2 separate regions of the Hordeum vulgare genome follow, and region 2 is linked to region 1. The links are chromatin contacts, called in public Hi-C maps. All regions are on one chromosome and are shown on one strand. The core of a region is the stretch at or near the end of the contact, and the rest is flanking DNA. Distances in the headings are between cores, read along the strand shown. Region 1 holds the start of LOC123426430 (phototropin-2-like). Region 2 has its middle 170 kb from the start of LOC123426430.

Region 1 (4,140 bases), core at 336-2,835:
TACGTCAGTCCCGTTGAAATTTGGATCGTGCATGGTAGGAGGAAGTCGCGGGAGGCAAACAAAAGCAAACCAAGCTTCAGATCGAGCTATTTCACAAAATCCCCAATTCGCAAACCCTAACCCTAGCTCTGGCTATACGCAAGTGACCTTGATGATGCTGTCGCAGGAGGAGCACATGTTCAGGGTCGAATCCTCATTGGTCTCGTCGTCATTCCACAAAACCATGGCAGGGCGGAGAAGCGGTCGGCGTCCGACGGATGGAGCGACAGCGGAAGAGAAGAACAAAGAGAGGGTGACGAGCGATGGACTGAGGACAAAGAGCGACTGAGTCTCGATTGGGTTCAGTTTTGACCGAGCCAGCGTGTCGACGGAGCTAGCGGCAACGTTCGACGGCATTAGTGCCTCTCCGTGATGCCACGTCACCAGAAATGGGCCCTACATGTCATAATTGTGCTTAAAACGCTCCAACAGACGGGTCAGTGTTTTTTGCAAAAAAAAATTAGGCACACTTCATGTGTTTTCTGCAACGAATGTGTATATGAGTGTTTTCTGCAATCCTACGCTTCAATGTGGTGGTTTTTTGCAATTAACTCAACATATATCAACATCAATACCAAAGTTTGAGATTGCGCTAATCGGATCTGCCAACCGGTAGTACTAGAGGTATACTTGGCCATGGGCAACCCAGGACGGCCCGACCCGACCCGACCCAAAAATTTCGGGCCGGGTCGGGCCTATACTTGCCATCATGCCGGGCTCACGCGTGGAATTTGAGCCCAATGAACGGACCGGGCCGGGCTCGGGCTTGAGGAATGTTATTTTTAAGCCATTGGCCGGGCCAGACCGATTGGGCCCAGTCGGGCTTTTTCTTGTTCGGACCGGGCTTGGGTCCAATATTTTTGCCCGATGGTCGGGCCGGGCCGGGCTCGGCCCTGGAATTTTAGCATCGGTTTTTTTTGGTCCGGCCCGAAGTAGCCCACGTATAACTAGAGGTGATAATCGGCAAAAGATCTGCAAGTGTTAGAGGACATCTATCTCATTCAGTTTTCTTTTTCATAGATCAGTGCACCCGTTTTGTCTCTCTTCTCCTAATAACCACGCTGAGCGGGCGCCGGGCGGTCCATAAGAAAAGCTTAGCGGATGTCTTATCAACAAACCCCAAGCGCAACCCAGCCATCTGCAATCATCATAGGTTTGTAAAAACGCGGGCGCAAAACCGTACCCTTCCTTGTTAAATCTCTATGTATCTAGTGCTAAAAAGGAAGATCTGAGAAGGCACAAGCTGAGAAGGCGCAATTTGTAACGTCGTGTCGTCCCATGGTATTTGTACCCGATTGTTCCTAGCTATCCACAGCAGCCGGCCACCCTGGTCTCGCCCGTCGCCGTCCGGGAACAAGAACAAGCTCGCGACAGCGACGCTCAGGCGGACCTCCCCGGCAGACCGTCATCCACTGGATCCCCTCGCGCGCTCCCGTGGCCGCACACCCGCCCCGAAAAAATCTCCCCGTCGCCGTCGCCACCACCCCCGCGCCCCACCCCGGGGCAAAACGCGTCCGCACGATGCCTCGCCCGCTCGCTCGCTGGCGACGACGCCTCCCCGTGTCGCACCGGCCGGGTTCCGTACGTGCCTCCATCGCTGGCCACAAAACGCGAGCGCCAGGGGGCGAGGCGACGTCCGTGAGTCGACCACGGGCAGGATTGCATTATCCTCTCCCTTGCGCCATTCTTTTCCGCTGCCGCTCTGCTTTCGGGGGAGCACCTGATTCTGCACGGACTAGATAGATTGGTCGTCTCGTCTGTATAGCTACCATCCAGCTGCTCTGCCATTGGAAGCTGCCGCACCTCAAGGTTGGGTTGATCCTCCTCTGCTTTTTGCTCTTTTTGGTTGGGCTGTGCACTTGTGTCCTTTGATTCGTCTTGCTGCTTTCCTTTTATGTGCTTGCCGTCTCTGTATTCCGTGCTGGAGCTGTACGTACCAGCGGTATTTCATTGGTCTGCTTTGGATAATGGAACAGTGAGGGTAGGTTCACACTCTACTGTGCTATATCTATCAGGTTCGGTACGTTGGAAGTAGTTCTTGGCATATCCCCACCCAAAACTCGGTTGTGTTTTTTCTTTAAAATATACATATCCAGTTCCCCTGTTCGATTTGTTCGGAGCCCTTCTTTTTTTCCGGTAAGTTCGGAGCCCTTGATTGGTCACTATACTACAGTAGGAAGTTGTTGCTCAATTTTTCACCTGCTCGTGTTCACGGCCTCAAATGTATTGGATGAAGTTCTCTTCATTCTCCCCAATTCACGGACACGGTTTGCTGAATGAATTTTACGACAAGATGATAGCAACACTGCCTGCGACTGCGAGATGCCTGAATTATGTGTTGCTTCCTCTTCTTGGATGCAGAAATTCAGCAGATGGTTGGCCGACCATAGTTGCACCGCTCATCAAATCAGTCGCGACAGCTAGCACGTGACGTAACCCATGGCGGGCGCTGGCAGCTCGAAAGATGTGGCCGACTCAGTGGAGAAGTGGATGGCGTTCCCGTCCGGGTCCGGGTCCGGCGAGGAGGCCAGCTTCACCCTCCCGACGCCGCCGTCGCTGTCCAGCGGCAAGGAGATCGTGGAGGAGCCGGGCGGTTCAGGCAGCGGCAGCAAGCAGCAGGGGTGGTGGCCCAAGCCGGAGCAGCGTGGCCGCAGCAGCAGCGGCACCGGCATGGGCAGCGCCAAGCCTTCCATGGAGGGGCGCGGGTCGTCCGACGCGCTGCCGCGGGTGTCGCAGGAGCTCAAGGACGCGCTGTCCAACCTGCAGCAGACGTTCGTCGTCTCGGACGCCACCCGCCCCGACATCCCCATCATCTACGCCAGCGCCGGCTTCTACACCATGACCGGGTACTCCGCCAAGGAGATCATCGGACGCAACTGGTACGTGCTGTGCTCCGCCATCCATCGTCGCCGGTTTCTTGGTCAGTGCGGTGCGATGCATGCTTTGATAGAGCTCTGCTTTTGTGCAGCCGGTTTCTTCAGGGTCCGGAGACGGACCAGAACGAGGTGGCCAAAATCAGGGACGCCGTGAAGGCCGGCAAGAGCTTCTGCGGCCGGCTGCTCAACTACCGCAAGGACGGCACGCCGTTCTGGAATCTCCTCACCGTCACCCCCATCCGCGACGACAACGGCAAGGTCATCAAGTTCATCGGGTACGTACGCGCGCTCACCTTCACCTTATATATACTTGTCCAATGCACATCAAGACAGACATGTCGTTGCTCGTGCGTGCTGCGCTCTTATTTGTGATGGATTGGATGGACGCGCAGGATGCAGGTGGAGGTGAGCAAGTACACGGAAGGGCTGAGCGACAAGCGCATGCGGCCGAACGAGCTGCCTGTGTCGCTCATCCGCTACGACGGTGAGCCACTCTGCCTGCCTTGTGCCTTGGCCGTCCGTCGTCAGCAGGTCGCTCTCGAATCTCGCTCGATTCGGTCGGCGCTGAAACTGATGATTCTCTGCAGATCGGCAGAAGGAGAAGGCCATGTCGTCCATGACGGAGGTCGTGCAGACAGTGAAGCACCGGCGCGCCGACTCGCCGGAGCGGGAGCCGCCCAAGGCCAGCGACGCGGACAAGATGATGAGCTCGCCGCTCGTGGCTCCGGCCACCCCGACCGGCGGCGGCTACAAGTCGCCCTACTGGGACCTGAAGAAGGAGGAGTCGCGGATGAGCAAGATGATGAGCGGGCGCAAGTCCGGCCGCTCCTCCCTCATGGGGTCAGTCACCTGACCCTGACCCTGACCTGATCGCCACACAGCTGCTGTACAGTACAGTGTACACTGAATGGATTTGAACCTGGTCCTCACAATTGCAGAGGTTGTATATATGTGCATGCAGGTTCAAGGTGGGGAAGAGGAGCTCCGTGGGGAGCAGGGAGCCGGCGGTGGTAGAGGCTCCCGAGTTGAAGATGACGGTGGAGCGCACAAACAGCTGGGAGCGCGCGGAGAGGGAGAAGGACATCAGGCAGGGGCTGGACCTGGCCACCACGCTCGAGCGTATCGAGAAGAACTTCGTCATCACTGACCCGAGGCTCCCAGACAACCCAATTGTGAGCACCCCTGCCTCAAATCACTACTGTACTACGTACAGTATATACTGTAT
Region 2 (4,230 bases), core at 441-2,940, 170 kb before region 1:
ACTATCATAATCATGCATATATAAAAGATTAGCAAAGACTCAATATACTTTCATGAATAATTTGAACATAAACTTGTAATTCATCGAATACCAACAAACGCACCGCACAAGAGTGATGACATAAGATAGATCACTAGGGAATCGTGGTGATCTTGGCAATGAAAATCATATAGAGAAAGAGAGATAGACATCTAGGTACTATCTACGGACACGTAGGTCTGTGGTAAACTACTCACACATCATCATGGGAGCAGCAAGATTAATGTAGATGCCCTCCGTGATTGATCCCCCTCCGACAGGACACTGCAACAGGGCTACAGATGGGAACATGGCAGAACTGAAGTTTGTGGCAGCGAAAAAAGTGTGTCGGGAGGCTCTCTAGGGGTTTTCCCCAAATAAGTGAATTTGTATAAAAGAGATCAGGGCCAGAGGCCGTGGGAAGTTGCCCCAGGCCATATGGGCGCGACCGCCACCCTTGGGCGCACCCTGTTGGCTTGGCCCAATCTCGTGTGGCCTCCGTTCTACCTCCAAAGCTTCTCGGTCTTACTGTTTTCTAGAAAAATCATCAAAAAGTTTTAGGGCATTTGGACTTCGTTTGGCATAGTATTCTTGAAAGGACAAAAACATGCAGAAAACAACAAGTGGCACTAGGCACTGGGTTAATAGGTTAGTGCTCAATAATGATATAAAAAATCATATAAATTCTTATAAAACATCCAAGATTGATAATATAATATCATGGAACAGTCAAAAATTATAGATACGTAGGAGACGTATCATTCATATACACGAGCATTATACGACCGGTTGCATCACAAAATTATGTCATGTGACAACGTAGGTGTGACGGAAATTGGAGCTATTTTGATATATAAGACTATAAGGTGGGCTGACCCATTTCATCTAACGGGTCACCCGGTGCCGGCTTTGTTGATCCAAATCTCATTTGAGACCAACACACAAACCCATTGGACTCAAGTTTTTGGATCGGATCAGCAACTCGATGGGCCGACTCGGTTGATTCCCATCCTGACTTTTGGCCTCTTTGTTCCTTCTTTGCGAGTTCTCATCACACAATTGTTAAATAGTTAACTAGATGATGGTGGTGCCATATGTTATGAGCATCAGTACGAGTGGGTGACTCTCATACCGCATGTCGTCTTATCCTCTAGGAGGATCTGCATGCCTGGTTTTCTTCCAACATGATCTTCTCTGAATGATAGATTATTATGGTGTTAAGTAGCATCATTTTCACTTACAAATATTGTATTATATTCAATGCTCAAAATCACCTTCTCTTTTTAAAACTTGGCCTGCGCGAACACGTATTTTTTCGAAGTTCTTGCGGTTGTCATGGAAAATAAAGGGTAAAAAGTGATGCAAGAATTCTAAAATTCCTAGTAGTATGAGATAAGGCCAACTCCAACGTGTTGACCCATTTGATTCGCTAATGTACGGATAGAAATGTTGGCCCAACACGTAAATGCATCCCCAATTTATGTCCCATGACGTCCGTCCAAACGCATTTCCAACTCAAATTGGCTCCAATTTGTGTTCATGCGAATAGGAGATGGACGCCAGCTTGTCCGCTCAGCTTACGCATGGCACCGCACTTTGACCATCCACCTACCACCACTCGTCATATTAAATGGACACGAGCGCGTTTGGACCCACACGCCAGCCTCAACGCATGAGCAGCAAGCACGACCATGAGGCGTCATCCTCGTCGGGAGTGCGAGCGGCTAGCTTCACTATCATCATGTCACCGCCACACGCCAGCCTCAGCGCACGAGCGTCCGACTATACCTACATGTACATAGATGACACTACCACTAGAAGCACCGCATCCCGGCGCTATGGCCGAATAGGAATTTACCCCCCGACTGTCACCTAAACCCCGATAGGCTGCTGATGCCTGCGGTGCCATAGTCGGCCTGCAAGCGAATGGAGGAGATCTGCCACTGTCGTGTTGGCCTAGATCAGGAGCTGCGTGCCTGCCCCGACTATGCGATGGACTTCCCGTACTGGGATGTGTGGTTCGCTAGCGAACAAGAGGCATACCAGCGTCAAGGCATGGGTTCACCCTTTTCACCGGTTGGGCCACCACCGTCGGTGCTGGTGAAGAAGGAGGAGCAAGACACCTACCTGGATGGCCTTGAGGAGGCCAACCAATGGTAGTACGAGTAGTATGCGCTCCAAGGGGAAGCATGGTGGTATGTCCTCACACATGTGTTGGCCGAAAGCACGACCAGCATGGAGACCAATGCGCCGCCGCCACCAACACCCACGCCGGGCGTGAAGGCCTACACGCGGCCGCCACCACCATCCGTATGCAAGGAACCAACATGGGTGACCACGTAATAGTGGACGACCAAAGTGTCGATGTACCTGTCGCATGGTGTAACGCTTCAAGAGTGTAACTTGTCTTATTTGGAACCTTGTGTATGTGGATCCATCTTCACTAGTGGAGAAAGGGGTATTAGAACCGGTTGGTAAGGGCCTTTGGACCCGGATACACATCCGGTGCTACGTATCCGGGACTAAAGCCCCCCCCCCCCCCCCCCTTTAGCACCGGTCTCTTACAAACCGGTGCTAGAGGCCTCCACGTGGGCGCCGAAGAGTGCGCGCAGGCGGAGGACCTTTAGAACCGGTTGGTAACACCAACCGGTCCTAATGGTTTTTTTTCTTTTTTTTCCCTTTTCTTTTCAGGGTTTCCGATTCCGTATTTCGGTGTTTCCGTGTTCCGTATTTTAAGGGTTTTCGTTTACCTGTTTCCGGTTTCGTATTTCCGTTTACGTCTTTCCGATTCCGTGTTTCCGATTCCATGTGTCCGTGTTCCGTTTTTTACGAACACGGAAACGGAAACACGTAATCGGAAACACGTATCCGGAAACACCGATTCCGTGTTTGCGGTTAAGTGTTTCCGATTCCGTGTTTGCGGTTAAATGTTGATGCACCAAATAAAAGTACATATTTACATGTAACACGAAGTACTGGACCGATTATCATTACATAATTTGAAGTTCGTTTCCTATAGCTGTATACTTGCATAGAGAAGGGAGCTGGCTATTGGTTCATAGGATGGAAAAATTCTCCGCCTTCATCTATGACTTGCGTGAGGAGAAATCCTGCCAATTCCTCTGCAACTGCCTTGCAACGTTGGATTGGTCTGAGCATCGCCCGCTTTCGTTGCAGCTTTAAAAGAAGTAGATGAAAACAATTAAGTTATGAACAAAACTAAACATAATTGATGGCAACATAAATAAAGTTGTGAAGATCCGGTTACGTACCTCTAGATTTCTGAAAGTACGGGATTTCTCATTGATAATCCTGTGAATGTACTCGCAAACGTAGTATCCACAATAATCAGTGCCCTGTGGTTGTTGCGGGACGCCCTATATACGAGAACATAATTCAGTCAAATTAATAATAATCAAGAGAATGGTAATGGTATTGAAACCAGGGCACGTAGTACTACTTACTTTGTTAATCTGAAAGTGGAGCTTGTCTGCCCATGTACCGGGTTCTTCCTTGATGAACATTTGCCAAACCCTGGCCGACAAAGAAAAATGAATACAAGAGTTAATTATTACTTACTTGATATCAGGAAATGAACGAAAAAGAGGCCGATGAACGAAAGAGGCCGATATATATATACCTTTGAAGCATCTGACGCGCGCTCTTCCATTTGTCAGCGTCCCAGGTTAACGGGTCCCAGACTTCAACTTGTCCTTGATCGATTCTAATGATGAACTATATGAAGTGGGACCTGCGCACGTGTACACACGCAGTCATGCATACTCATCAATTACACTTAACATCAGGTAAGCAAAATGGAATGTGTACAAGACAGTAACACTCACTTGAATCCGTAGGGCCAAAGTATTTCTTTTTTGGTACTTTGTCGCTTCAAAAACCTTAGCAAATCATCCGGTGTATCCTTGTTGAATTTTTCTATTGTCTCTTGATGAAACGAATACGGTTCAATGAACCCAAAGTCCCAGATTCCTGCCAGCCTGCATTCACGAATCTTCATTCTGCATAGTAACGTACAAAAAGAATGTCTCGTGAGTGATAATTATACGGGCAATGAACGCGAGCTTAACTAAATAATTAAATTACACAAATAGATCACTTACAAACAGTAGCAGCTGACGATAGCTTTGTCGAGGGCACGTTGATTGTACATCTGGAAAAAATCATCGAACCCAACCTCCACACCGTACTCTC

Evidence for each region. Hi-C and Micro-C count contacts between places; a contact is called where the count stands out from the background.
Region 2: a Hi-C map of leaf shows a contact between it and region 1, with 10 times the contacts expected there. The contact joins the enhancer-like site here to the promoter of LOC123426430 in region 1. A contact is called at or near these places in 2 of 6 Hi-C or Micro-C datasets (leaf and seedling).

What each region holds. Positions count from the first base shown.
Region 1 is chr2H:404,911,033-404,915,172 of MorexV3_pseudomolecules_assembly, reverse strand. It overlaps LOC123426430 (phototropin-2-like), which reads left to right and starts at 1,585. Exons shown (of 24, transcript XM_045110268.1): 1 at 1,585-1,848; 2 at 2,401-2,918; 3 at 3,008-3,190; 4 at 3,308-3,399; 5 at 3,503-3,755; 6 at 3,877-4,087. The coding sequence starts at 2,479.
Region 2 is chr2H:405,079,066-405,083,295 of MorexV3_pseudomolecules_assembly, reverse strand. No RefSeq gene overlaps it. Among protein-coding and RNA genes, the nearest start is that of LOC123426430, 170 kb to the right of the region's middle. Within about 2 kb of position 1,690, at least 3 of the 3 cell types and tissues checked have open chromatin away from gene starts, as enhancers often do. A contact at or near this core is called in leaf and seedling, where this site is marked.